Regions from separate parts of the Capra hircus genome. Here region 2 is linked to region 1. The links are chromatin contacts, called in public Hi-C maps. All regions are on one chromosome and are shown on one strand. The core of a region is the stretch at or near the end of the contact, and the rest is flanking DNA. Distances in the headings are between cores, read along the strand shown. Region 1 has its middle 16 kb from the start of KCNA2. Region 2 has its middle 81 kb from the start of TRNAK-UUU.

What was found. A called contact is a pair of places that touch in the nucleus more often than the background predicts.
Region 2: a contact with region 1 is called in a Hi-C map of blood, with 3 times the contacts expected there. The contact joins two enhancer-like sites. A contact is called at or near these places in 3 of 5 Hi-C or Micro-C datasets (blood and liver).

Annotation. Positions count from the first base shown.
Region 1 is chr3:87,760,126-87,765,375 of ARS1.2, reverse strand. No RefSeq gene overlaps it. Among named protein-coding and RNA genes, the nearest start is that of KCNA2, 16 kb to the right of the region's middle. Within about 2 kb of position 2,400, at least 1 of the 5 cell types and tissues checked has an H3K27ac peak or open chromatin away from gene starts, as enhancers often do.
Region 2 is chr3:87,945,350-87,950,530 of ARS1.2, reverse strand. No RefSeq gene overlaps it. Among named protein-coding and RNA genes, the nearest start is that of TRNAK-UUU, 81 kb to the right of the region's middle. Within about 2 kb of position 3,355, at least 1 of the 5 cell types and tissues checked has an H3K27ac peak or open chromatin away from gene starts, as enhancers often do.

The DNA of each region.
Region 1 (5,250 bases), core at 1,151-3,650:
TGGTGACTCAGGCAGTGAAGAGTCTGCCTGCAGTGTGGGAGACCCAGGTTTGAACCCTGGGTTGGGAAGATCCCCTGGAGAAGGGCAGGGCAACCCACTCCAGTATTCTTGCCTGGAGAATCCCATGGACAGAGGAGCCTGGTGGGCTACAGTCCATGTGGTCACAAAGAGTTGAACACGACTGAACGACTAACAATTTTCCTTTTTTTTTTTTTTCACTCTGTCATGGCTAGAAATGCTAAAAGTTGTTGTTTTTAATGGAGTTATAACCATGCTGTACATACAATTTTATGTTCCAGAAATAGCTGTATTTTATTGGGTTAAAGCATTATGCCACCGGCAAGGGCTATGGTTAAAATTAGCCCACTAATCCATTTTTCATGGAAGCTCGTGAAAAATTAGTAAATGAACCTTTATTCACCCAGCAAAGAACAGAATTCTAAAGAGTGGGACTTTGCAGGACAGAACAAGTTATGTGCCAAAGCCAGCATTCACACTCAGAAATCTCCAGAGACTGGTGTCTGGCGGAGGGTGGGTGGGTAATACTGAGGCACTGTAGTTATTTTAGAATTTCAAAAAGCCCAAGGAAAAGTCACACCTTTACTTGTAACAAGGCTGCCCAAGCAAAACAGAATGTCAAGTGACTTTACTTTGGGCTGAATTCTCACACTTCAGCGAGGCGATCCACAGCCTCTCGTGTTGGCCAGAAGCTGTGTTGGCCCTTATAAATGTTCACGTTGTTAACACTGGATAGACACGCTCATTGTTACATAATGAAAGCAGTTTGTTTTGCAGGCAAAGTGATCCCATACATGGGGTACCTGGGGGTGTGTGGGGAGGGTCTTTTAAAAGGAACTTACTGGGGGAACGGACGAAAAAGCAGGAGCCGTGTGGAAGATGGGAAGACCTGGGGGCCTTGACTTCAGATGCTGCCTGCCCTGATCCTTGTACTCACCTTCCAGCCACATCCTCAGTTCAGGTCATCTGTTGGTTAAAGCAGCAGTTCACTACCTCACTCCCTGCCCTGCCCAGTCCCATCCTCAGGCCCTCTGCCAAGTGAGGGCCCTGTTCTGAATGGCACAGTGTTCACCCCGAGAAGGGGCAGTGGGAAAGAAAGGCAAGATCATGTGCAGCCACGCCTGGGAAATAGTGTGCATACCATCAGAAAAACGATCCACCGAGCCCAGCGGGCCAAGTCACCACACAGGACCTGCGGTGAGGGGAGTGAGGAGTGGGTTCTCAACATGCTGCATGGGCCCCGGAAATGGTGAGGTGACCTCTAAGATGGTGTCCAGCACCCAGGCTGCAGGGCAGAGCTGCCTGCATGGGATTCACTCAGAAGGGAACAGGGAGGGTCTGGAGAAGAGACAGGATGTGTGAGGGCAGGGACTGAGTCTGGATGCTAGAGATGTCAGACTTTTTCTGAGCGCTGAGAAGTCAGAAAGGAGCCTCCGAGCCCATGTTAGTGGCTGATCTCTTTCTCTCTCCCGCACTCCCCACCTTCATTAAGCCAGATTCTGCTTCCGGGAGGCTCTCAGAATCATAGTTCACAGCAGAATTTGCTGTGGAAGGTATTACATGGATCAGTGGTCTTCTAGGAGATTAGCCCCAAGTCACCCTGGCAGGCTGGGAACACTCTTCCCGGGGTGGGTAGATGATTGCAGGGTTTGTCAGAGAGAGGAGTTTGTGTTAATTAAAGCTCCAGTTTCTGGGTTCTGTGTTTGCCAGGAGGAAGGGACTGTTGTCAAACAAGCTGATCTCAGGTGAGTTGGAAGTGCTGAGGTTTGGAGTTTGACAAGTAGTGGGGGCAGGGGAACCCATTTTAATTAACTCTCAAAATCTCTCTGCAAGGAGATCCAACGAGTCCATCCTAAAGAAAATCAGTCCTGAATATTCATTGGAAGGACTAATGTTGAAGCTGAAACTCCAATACTTTGGCCAGCTGATGCGAAAAACGGATTCATTTGAAAAGACCCTAATGCTGGGAAAGATCGAGGGCAAGAGGAGAAGGGTACGACAGAGGATGAGATGGCTGGATGGCATCACCGACTCAATGGGCATGAGTTTGAGTAAACTTTGGGAGTTGGTGGTGGACAGGGAGGCCTGGCGTGCTGCAGTCCATGGGGTTGCAAAGAGTTGGACACGACTGAGCAACTGAACTGAACTGAACTGAACTAAAATCTCTCCCGCCCTTTCTTAAAGCGCCTCGGGATCCGGGTTAGCAAAGATGCAGGGAGTCACGTGCAGTTTAGAAACCATGGCTTGTAGATACTCACTTCCCTTCTCTCCGGTACTGGTGAAGGAAGGGTGGCCTCAACCTCCAGCATTGCTGCAGCCGCAGCTGTACCTCAGTGCGGAGATGCCGCCGCGTGTGGCGCCCTCTGGTGGCCACGGACTGCGCATGCATCTGGTTCTTTGGGCCGAGCGGATCTCCACTTTTCCTGCGTAGGTCCACTGGGACCCTGGGAGTGGGAGCAGATTTCAAAGGCATGACAAAAGTGCTTAGGCCAAACTGTTATTACCTGCTGGTTAGTAAGTGCTTCCTAGGTGCCGCTCACAGGGTTAATATAGATATTACCATCCATTCATTTATTTCCCCAATATGTGCTAGGCATTCTCCTAGGAAGTCATACATAAGCAGCGATGCCAGAAAGAAAGCAAGTCACGAGACTGGGAAACAAGTCTTCTAAGCCCTGCTGCAGGGATGTACTTGGGTTTGAGGATGGGCAAGGAGGCAGCTGGTCCAGCCAAATGAACATAGGAGGGTGGTTGGAAATGAGGTCAGAAAGGTATCCAGGGCACAGATGGTTCAGAACCTTTCAGGCCACAGAAAGGCTGAAGGTGGTGCTGAGAACCATTGGATTTTGGACAAAGGCATGACATAACCTGATTTCTGTTTCTAAAAAATCCCTCTGGCTTCTGCCTGAGGCAAGCGTAGAAATGAGACCTGTTGAGGGCCCAGGTGAGAGATGAGTGCCTGGCGCTTGCATCACTCTTGGAGGAGATAAGACAAAGCATTCAGAATACACTGAAAACAGAGACAATAAATAGAAGTTGCTGATGGGTTTGTCAGTGGTAAAGAATCCACCTGCCAGCTCAGAAGACCAAGAGACACAGGGTTGGTCCCTGCCTGGCTTAAGCAGATCAGCTGGAGTAGAGAATGGCAACGCACTCCAGTATTCTTGCCTGGAAGATTCCATGGACAGAGGAGCCTGGTGGGCTACAGTCCAGCGGATCCCAATGAGTCAGACACGTCAGCACACACACATGCACACGATGGGTTAGTCAAAGGCCGTCTCCAGGGCCTGGGCCCCCGGCAGCTGAGTGAAGAGCAGCACTATTTAAAGGCATGGAAGAGGGCCAGGCATGGGGGTGTGGTGACAAAAACGAGAATTCCACTGGAAGTTCCTAATTGGCTGCCTATTAAAAGTGTAAGTGATGGTGCAAGAAACACCTGAGCATCCTTTTCCTTCTCTCCTTCATAACCCTCCTGTGCCTTTTATCAGAGGGCCAAGCACCCCCCCATCCTATTTCTCCAAAGGAAAGCCCACCCAGGGCAATAATGCCAAAGAGAAAGATCAGAGGGCTTCAGTAATCTTCCAGGGTGCAGCTCCATCTGAATGGCAAAGCTGGGGAGGAGGCTGCGATTCTGGGTTCCTGTGACTCACCAGAGAAGAGTTAGAAGAGGAGGAAAGTATTTTACCACAAGCTAACAAGTTGTTCTCTATGTGGCTGGACCACCCTACTGCAGAGTGTGGGATCCTACAGTCCCTGAGAGGGAGGCAGCCACCACTTCCCCTTGTAGGCAACAGTGCCTGCCGAAGGCTGCCTCCCCTGTCCTCTGCCAGTCCTTTCCTCCTTAAACACCTTGTTCAAAACTCTCCACAGCTGGATACTGGTCCTGATCTCAGGTAGCCTCGGCCTGCAGCGGCTTGAAGCAGGAGTTTGGTACCCCAGCCAGGGGTCAAAGTCAGGCGGCAGCAGTGAGAGTGCTGAATCCTAGCCAACAGACCACCGGGGACAGTGCTGGTGTTCAGTCCCTCAGTCGTGTCCGACTCTTTGTGACCTCATGGACGGCAGCACACCAGGCCTCCCTGTCCATTATCTCTTGGAGCTTGCTCAAACTCATGTCCATTGAGTCGGTGATGCCATCCAACCATCTCATCCTCTGCTGTCCCCTTCTCCTGCCTTCAGTCTTTCTCAGCATCAGGGTCTTTTCCAATGAGTTTGTTCTTTGCATCAGCTGGCCAAAGTACTGGAGCTTCAGCTTTAGCATCAGTCTTTCCAATGAATATTCACGGTTGATTTCCTTTAGGATTGACTGGTTTGATCTCCTTGCAGTTCAAGGGACGACTCTCAAGAGTCTTCCCCAGCATCACAGTTTGAAAGTATCAGTTCTTCAGTGCTCAGCCTTCTTTATGGTCCAACTCTCACATCTGTACTTGACTGCTGGAAAAACCATAGCTTTGACTAGATGGATCTTTGTGGGCAAAGTCATGTCTTTGCATTTTAATATGCTGTCTAGGTTGTCCGCTTTTCTTCCAAGAAGCAAGAGTCTTTTTTCGTGGCTGCCGTCACCATCTGCAGTGATTTTGGAGCCCAAGAAAATAAAATCTGTCACTGTTTTCACTTTCCCCCAGTCTATTTGCCATGAAGTAATGGGGTCAGATGCCATGATCTTAGTTTTTTGAATGTTGAGTTTTAAGCCAGCTTTTTCGCTCTCCTCTTTCACCCTCATTTAGGCAACCCACTCCAGTACTCTTGCCTGGAGAATCCCATGGAGGGAGGAGCCTGGTAGGCTACTAGTCCATGGGGTCGCAAAGAGTCGGACACCGCTGGGTGACTTCACTTCACTTAGCTTCTCTTTGCTTTCTGACATTAGAGTGGTATCATCTGCATATCTAAGGTTGTAGATATTTCTCCCAGAAATCTTGATTCCAGCTTGTGAGTCATCGAGCCTGGCATTTCGCATGATATACTCTGCATATAAATTAAATAAGCAGGGTGACAATATACAGCCTTGTCAAACTCCTTTCCCAATTTTGAACCAGTCCATTGTTCCATGTCTGGTTCTAACTGTTGCTTCTTTACCTGCATGCAGGTTCCTCAGGAGGCAGGTAAGGTGGTCTGGTATTCCCATCTCTTTAAGAATTTTCTACAGTTTGTTGTGATCCACACAGTCAATGGCTTTAGCGTAGTCAGTGAAGCAAAAGTAGATTTTTTCTGGAACTCTCTTGTTTTTTCTGTGAT
Region 2 (5,181 bases), core at 2,106-4,605, 180 kb before region 1:
ACAATGATACCTCATAGGGATGTTGTGAATGTTACATGACGTAATCTATGTAAAGCTCTTAGAAGACTGCCTGGCGTATTTTAATTGTTCATTAAATATCTGTTATTATTATCCATTCCACATCCTGCAAACATTTACTATCCAACTACCAAGTGCAAAATGCTGCTAAACACTGGTAATTATTAAAGAGTGTCATTATTAAGGAGCTTGCTGCTGCTGCTGCTGCTGCTGCTGCTGCTCCTAAGTCGCTTCAATCGTGTCTGACTCTGTGCGATCCCATAGACAGCAACCCACCAGGCTCCCCCGTCCCTGGGATTCTCCAGGCAAGAACACTGGAGTGGTTTGCCATTTCCTTCTCCAATGCATGAAAGTGAAAAGTGAAAGTGAAGTCGCTCAGTCGCGTCCAACTCTGTGCGACCCCATGGACTGCAGCCTACCAGGCTCCTCCGTCCATGGGATTTTCCAGGCAAGAGTGCTCGAGTGGGGTGCCATTGCCTTCTCCCTTAAGGACCTTAAGACTTCCCAAATTAAAATTTGTCAATCCTTGGTTCATCTTATGGAACCCATTGTTATTTTGACCCTATTTAGAGACTGGCCCTTGGGGGATCCATCTCTGATGATACTTCCCTTGCAGAATCTGTTTCAGAGAAGCTGTCCTGCTGGGTCCATAGGTGGGATCCAGGAATTCTACTCTTCCCTCAGGTGATTCTAGCCTCTAATTCTAATTGCCTCTACTAACCTGGGTTTCCCCGTGGCTCAGTGGTAAAGAATCCACTTATAATGCAGGAGCTAAAGGAGATGGGGGTTCGATCCCCAGGTTGGGAAGATCCCCTGGAGGAGGGCATGGCAACCCACTCTAGTATTCTTGCCTGGAGAATTCCATGGACAGAGGAGCCTGGCAAGCTATTGTCCATGGGTTCAAAAGAGTCGGACATGACTGAAGTGACTTAGCACTCACGCACACACACAGTAGTAAAGAGATGTTCCAGTCTACAATTCTAGCTCTGCTGCTTCTACTTGACAAGTTATTTAACCTCTCTGAGCCTGTTTCCTCACCCATAGAATGGGGGTAAAGCAGCTCTTATGTCTTGAAGCTGTTGCGAGTGTTAAGTGAGTAAATGCATGACAATAGGCTAGGATATTGCTTGGCACAGAGTAAGCACTATAGAATAATTTGTTGTTATGATTATTATTTACTTTAATGAGTGTCAACACAGCATGGAACCTAGCCAACCAACCTGGAGCATTCTTCCAACAAGTGTGGCTAATGAGGGTGTTCTGCAATCCACCAAAATCTCTCTCTGGCACAGTTTTGACAAGTCCTGGTCCTAGGAGACAGAGGAAGTGAGGCTTAGAGGACTAAAGGGATGGGGCAAGTAGGGGGAAAGGCCATATTAACACCATTGTCTAGAAACAGTCACTTGCCCTTGTTACCACAGGAGTAAGGGGAGACTGTTCCTTTACAGAAAGCCTGTGGTTGTTTAAACAGAATCCAGGCACCTTCTCTCACCATCCCGTGCATGCTCCTTCTCTCTCTCTGGCAGGTAGCCTGTGAGAACAGGGCCCATCTCTGGCGGTTTTTATAAGAACCCAGCTCAGGTTCGGGGAAAGTCACAGATGGTCTTGGAATCAGACAACCAAGGGAACATGATAATTTCTACAGGTCCGCCACCAGAGGGCAGAGCATCACCACAGGAAATCTTGAATCAGCTGTCGTGGAGCCCACCGCCCAGCACTCTGGGGTGACTTCTCCAGAATGCTGGGTTGCAGCTCTTCCAAATTCAGTTTCCCTGGAGCCTGGCCCAGATCTTGGAGATCATGATAATAACTGCAGACATTCCTCCTCTTCAGATCCCTCGCCCCAGGCTACACCCACACAGGTGTCTAGACATTTCCGTGCCAGGCACCATTTGTTTGATGAGGAGAAAAGTCAGGGAGAGGTTGGGACAGAGGAACCATAATATTAGCCAAACAGCATCCCAGGCTGGGGACTGTCATTTCCCGCTGGAGCCCCTGGATATAGAACGTGTTCACTTGATGCAGAAAGGGAAAGGAAGGCACATCAAGATGAGAGATTGGTTTGCTCCTCTGTGTTACTGCTGCGTTTTCACACCTTAGACCCTGGAAGCTTAGGTCCTAATTGAGGGCCCTCATCAGAGCAGATTGTAGTTGTAGGGCATTTGGACAGCCCTTCATTCACTGGCATAAAGTGGCATAATTCCTAAATCACCATTCCCATCTCCTAGATCCTCTTTATTGATTTTACCTTTTCAACCTTGTATGTCATGAAAACAAAGATCAGAGAGGGTTTTAGGGTGAATGGCAACAGAACTCTTGTACTCCGTGCCTCTGTCAGGGTTTAATAAGTGGGGTTATCTGTGGCTGTGCAGAGAAGGCTCAGAGTGGTCCCATTCAGGTGACAGCAGTTTCTGGCTTCCCCATCACCTCTACCATGAGGAGGATAAAACAGTGCCAGGAAGGCATAGGGCAGAGAATAGGGCCCTTTCACCCTTGGTTTATTCCTACCTTCTGGGGAAATAACTAAATGGTCTGGGCTCTCCTTTCTTGAATTTGACGATGATAGCTCCTCTTGAAGGTCAGTATTGCAGGGGAGACAAGTTTGTTTTTTTTTTAATCTTGGAATTGTCTATCCCATTTCAAAACGATCCCTGCTCAAGCCTCAGGAAGACAGCTATATGAAGAATGAGGAATCAAGATCGGCTGAATAGAGGTTATCAGCCAAGGTCATGGATGGTGTGAAATGTCAGATTAGCCTGATTTCGCTCTGTGTTCTCACACGCACACTTCCTGTCCTGGGAGTTTAATTAGTTTCTTCTAGCACAGGAAATGTGGCACATCCGGAAATACCTCATACTTAGTGTATTATTAACCTACTGTGAAACTCCTCTTGTTCTGATGATCACCTTAAGCAACGTCTCACGGGAAAAATCTCTGGCAGGCAGTCTTGGGAGCAGTGTTTTAGCCATAGCCATATTTCCTCAACATCCCAGCTCACTTTGGGGTCATTTTTTTCCCCAGTACAGTCTTGGGCAAATCACTTACCCTCTCTGGTTGTCATGATGGTTGCAGCATTTTTAAACTGAAAGTCAGAAGAAAATTGTCTTCTGCTCCCTTGCTTCTTCTCGGTACTACCTTCTTGCTTCCTCTCACTCCCCATCCCCCACAGCAGATTCTACATTCCAGCCACTTCCTGCCCTAGATAACACGCAATGCTCTCTGCTTTGAATTCTTTCTTAAAACATGTGCTTTCCTGCTAACTCCCACCGATCCTTTGGGACCCAGCTTTGACGTCATCTTCTCCAGGAAGGCACCCCTGCTGTCTCCCTGCCACCACTTCCCCTTTGACGTCCCTGTTCTGTGTGCCCACAGCACCTACACACCCACCGCCACGGACTGCCCTTGTCTTATTAATTTGCCTTCTCTTCTGGATCGTCAGCTTACTTTGCACATCCAAACTCAAGCTCTGGTCCTCATACTGTCTTTGCTGCTAGGCTCAGTTTTTAGTAGAGATTTACATGCTCCTCACCCAGACCCTGCTTTGGATGCCAAGTAGAGAGTCCTGGCTATGCTCTTAGATACTCCTGCCATTGCAGCAGAACTATAATTCCGAGAAACCAAAGTTTTTGGTTTCCATCCCAAAGGTTGGGCTTCCCTCATAGATCAGTTGGTAAAGAGTCTGACTGCAATGCAGGAGACCTGGGTTTGATTCCTGAGTCAGTAAGATCCCTTGGAGAGAGAAATGGCAACCTACTCCAGTATTCTTGCCTGGAGAATCCCATGGACAGTGGAGCCTGGCAGGAGGAATGGAGTCGCAAGAGTCGGACATGACTGAGAGACTAAGCACACCAGAGGCTGAGGGGATGTTTTTGAATAGTTTCTGTTGAGAACTGAAAACTTTCCAAGAAGAGGAAAAACCACATTCATCTCACGAAGTTGACAATGGACAGGGAGTTTTCATGTGCACTCTAATATTCCCAAGTAGCCTCAGACACAATGATCTTCTTTGAGAGATTAGGAGACTAAGGCCCTGAGAGGGACTGACTCAACATTCCAGAGACAGGAAGTCATGAAGCTGTGACTAGAAGTCAGATGGCATCCCAACCCCGGTCTCCAAGTCAGGGAAAATATGCTTCCTCACACTTCCTCCCACCTACCATGCTTCTCAGACACTGTTGTCTGTCATGCCTGCGTGAGCCCCAGAAAGAGTCACAGAGGCAGGTGATGGGAGCAGACGGCTTCCTGCGGTCTCAGAGAACACCGTGTACTCTGTCCCTCCTTATCTCAGCAGTGCATCGATCCCACACTTGGAAAAATCAATATTGGCAAGGACAGGAGAAAGGTTTGCTCAAACACGTTTGTCACTTGAGGTGCCTTCAAACACATTCACACAGCAGTAGCCCTCAGACTCTGTTCCCCCATCACAGCTACTTACTCAGACCAGACTTCCTGCTATGGGCAGATCCGTGTGTGGGGAATGGGGTCATGGAAGTTCAGGGTGAGGCGTCTGAGAGGCCCTTCAGCCCAACTCCCCCAGCATGGTTGAGGAGTCTGAAGCCAAGAAGCGAATGATGTGCTCAGGGTTACTCAGCTGAGGGGGCAAGAGGACCAGGATATGAATTCAAGTGCTTGGATGTCATCCCCACGCCCTCACATCTGGATCACATTATACATGTATGAGTGGTCAGGAGGCCTCCTTTTCTTCCCTGCAGAAAAGTGTCAGACTGCCCAGGCCCCTGTGTCTGGTGCTCCTCTGTCAGAAGTCAGTGCCTGTATGAAGGGAGTGTAGAGCAGTGGTTAAGAACAGAGGCCTGGGACCAGATGGGCCTGAGATTGTAACCTGTTTCTACCAGAAAACTATTTAGCTCACCTGTCTCCTAGTTTCCATATCTGAAAATCAAGTTATGTGCCAAGGATTGATTTAATGACATATTGGGGTGTGTGTGTGTGTGTGAGAGAGAGAGAGTATGTATGTAAGTCACTCAGTCATGTCTGACACTTTGTGACCCTATGGACTGTAGTCCAACAGGCTCCTCTATCCATGGGATTTCCTAGGCAAGAATACTGGAGTGGGTTGCCATTTCCTTCTCCATTTAATGACATGTGTTAACTTCTTAAAATCATTAAAACAGTCCCATGAGATTGATTCTGTTGCCTCTGCCT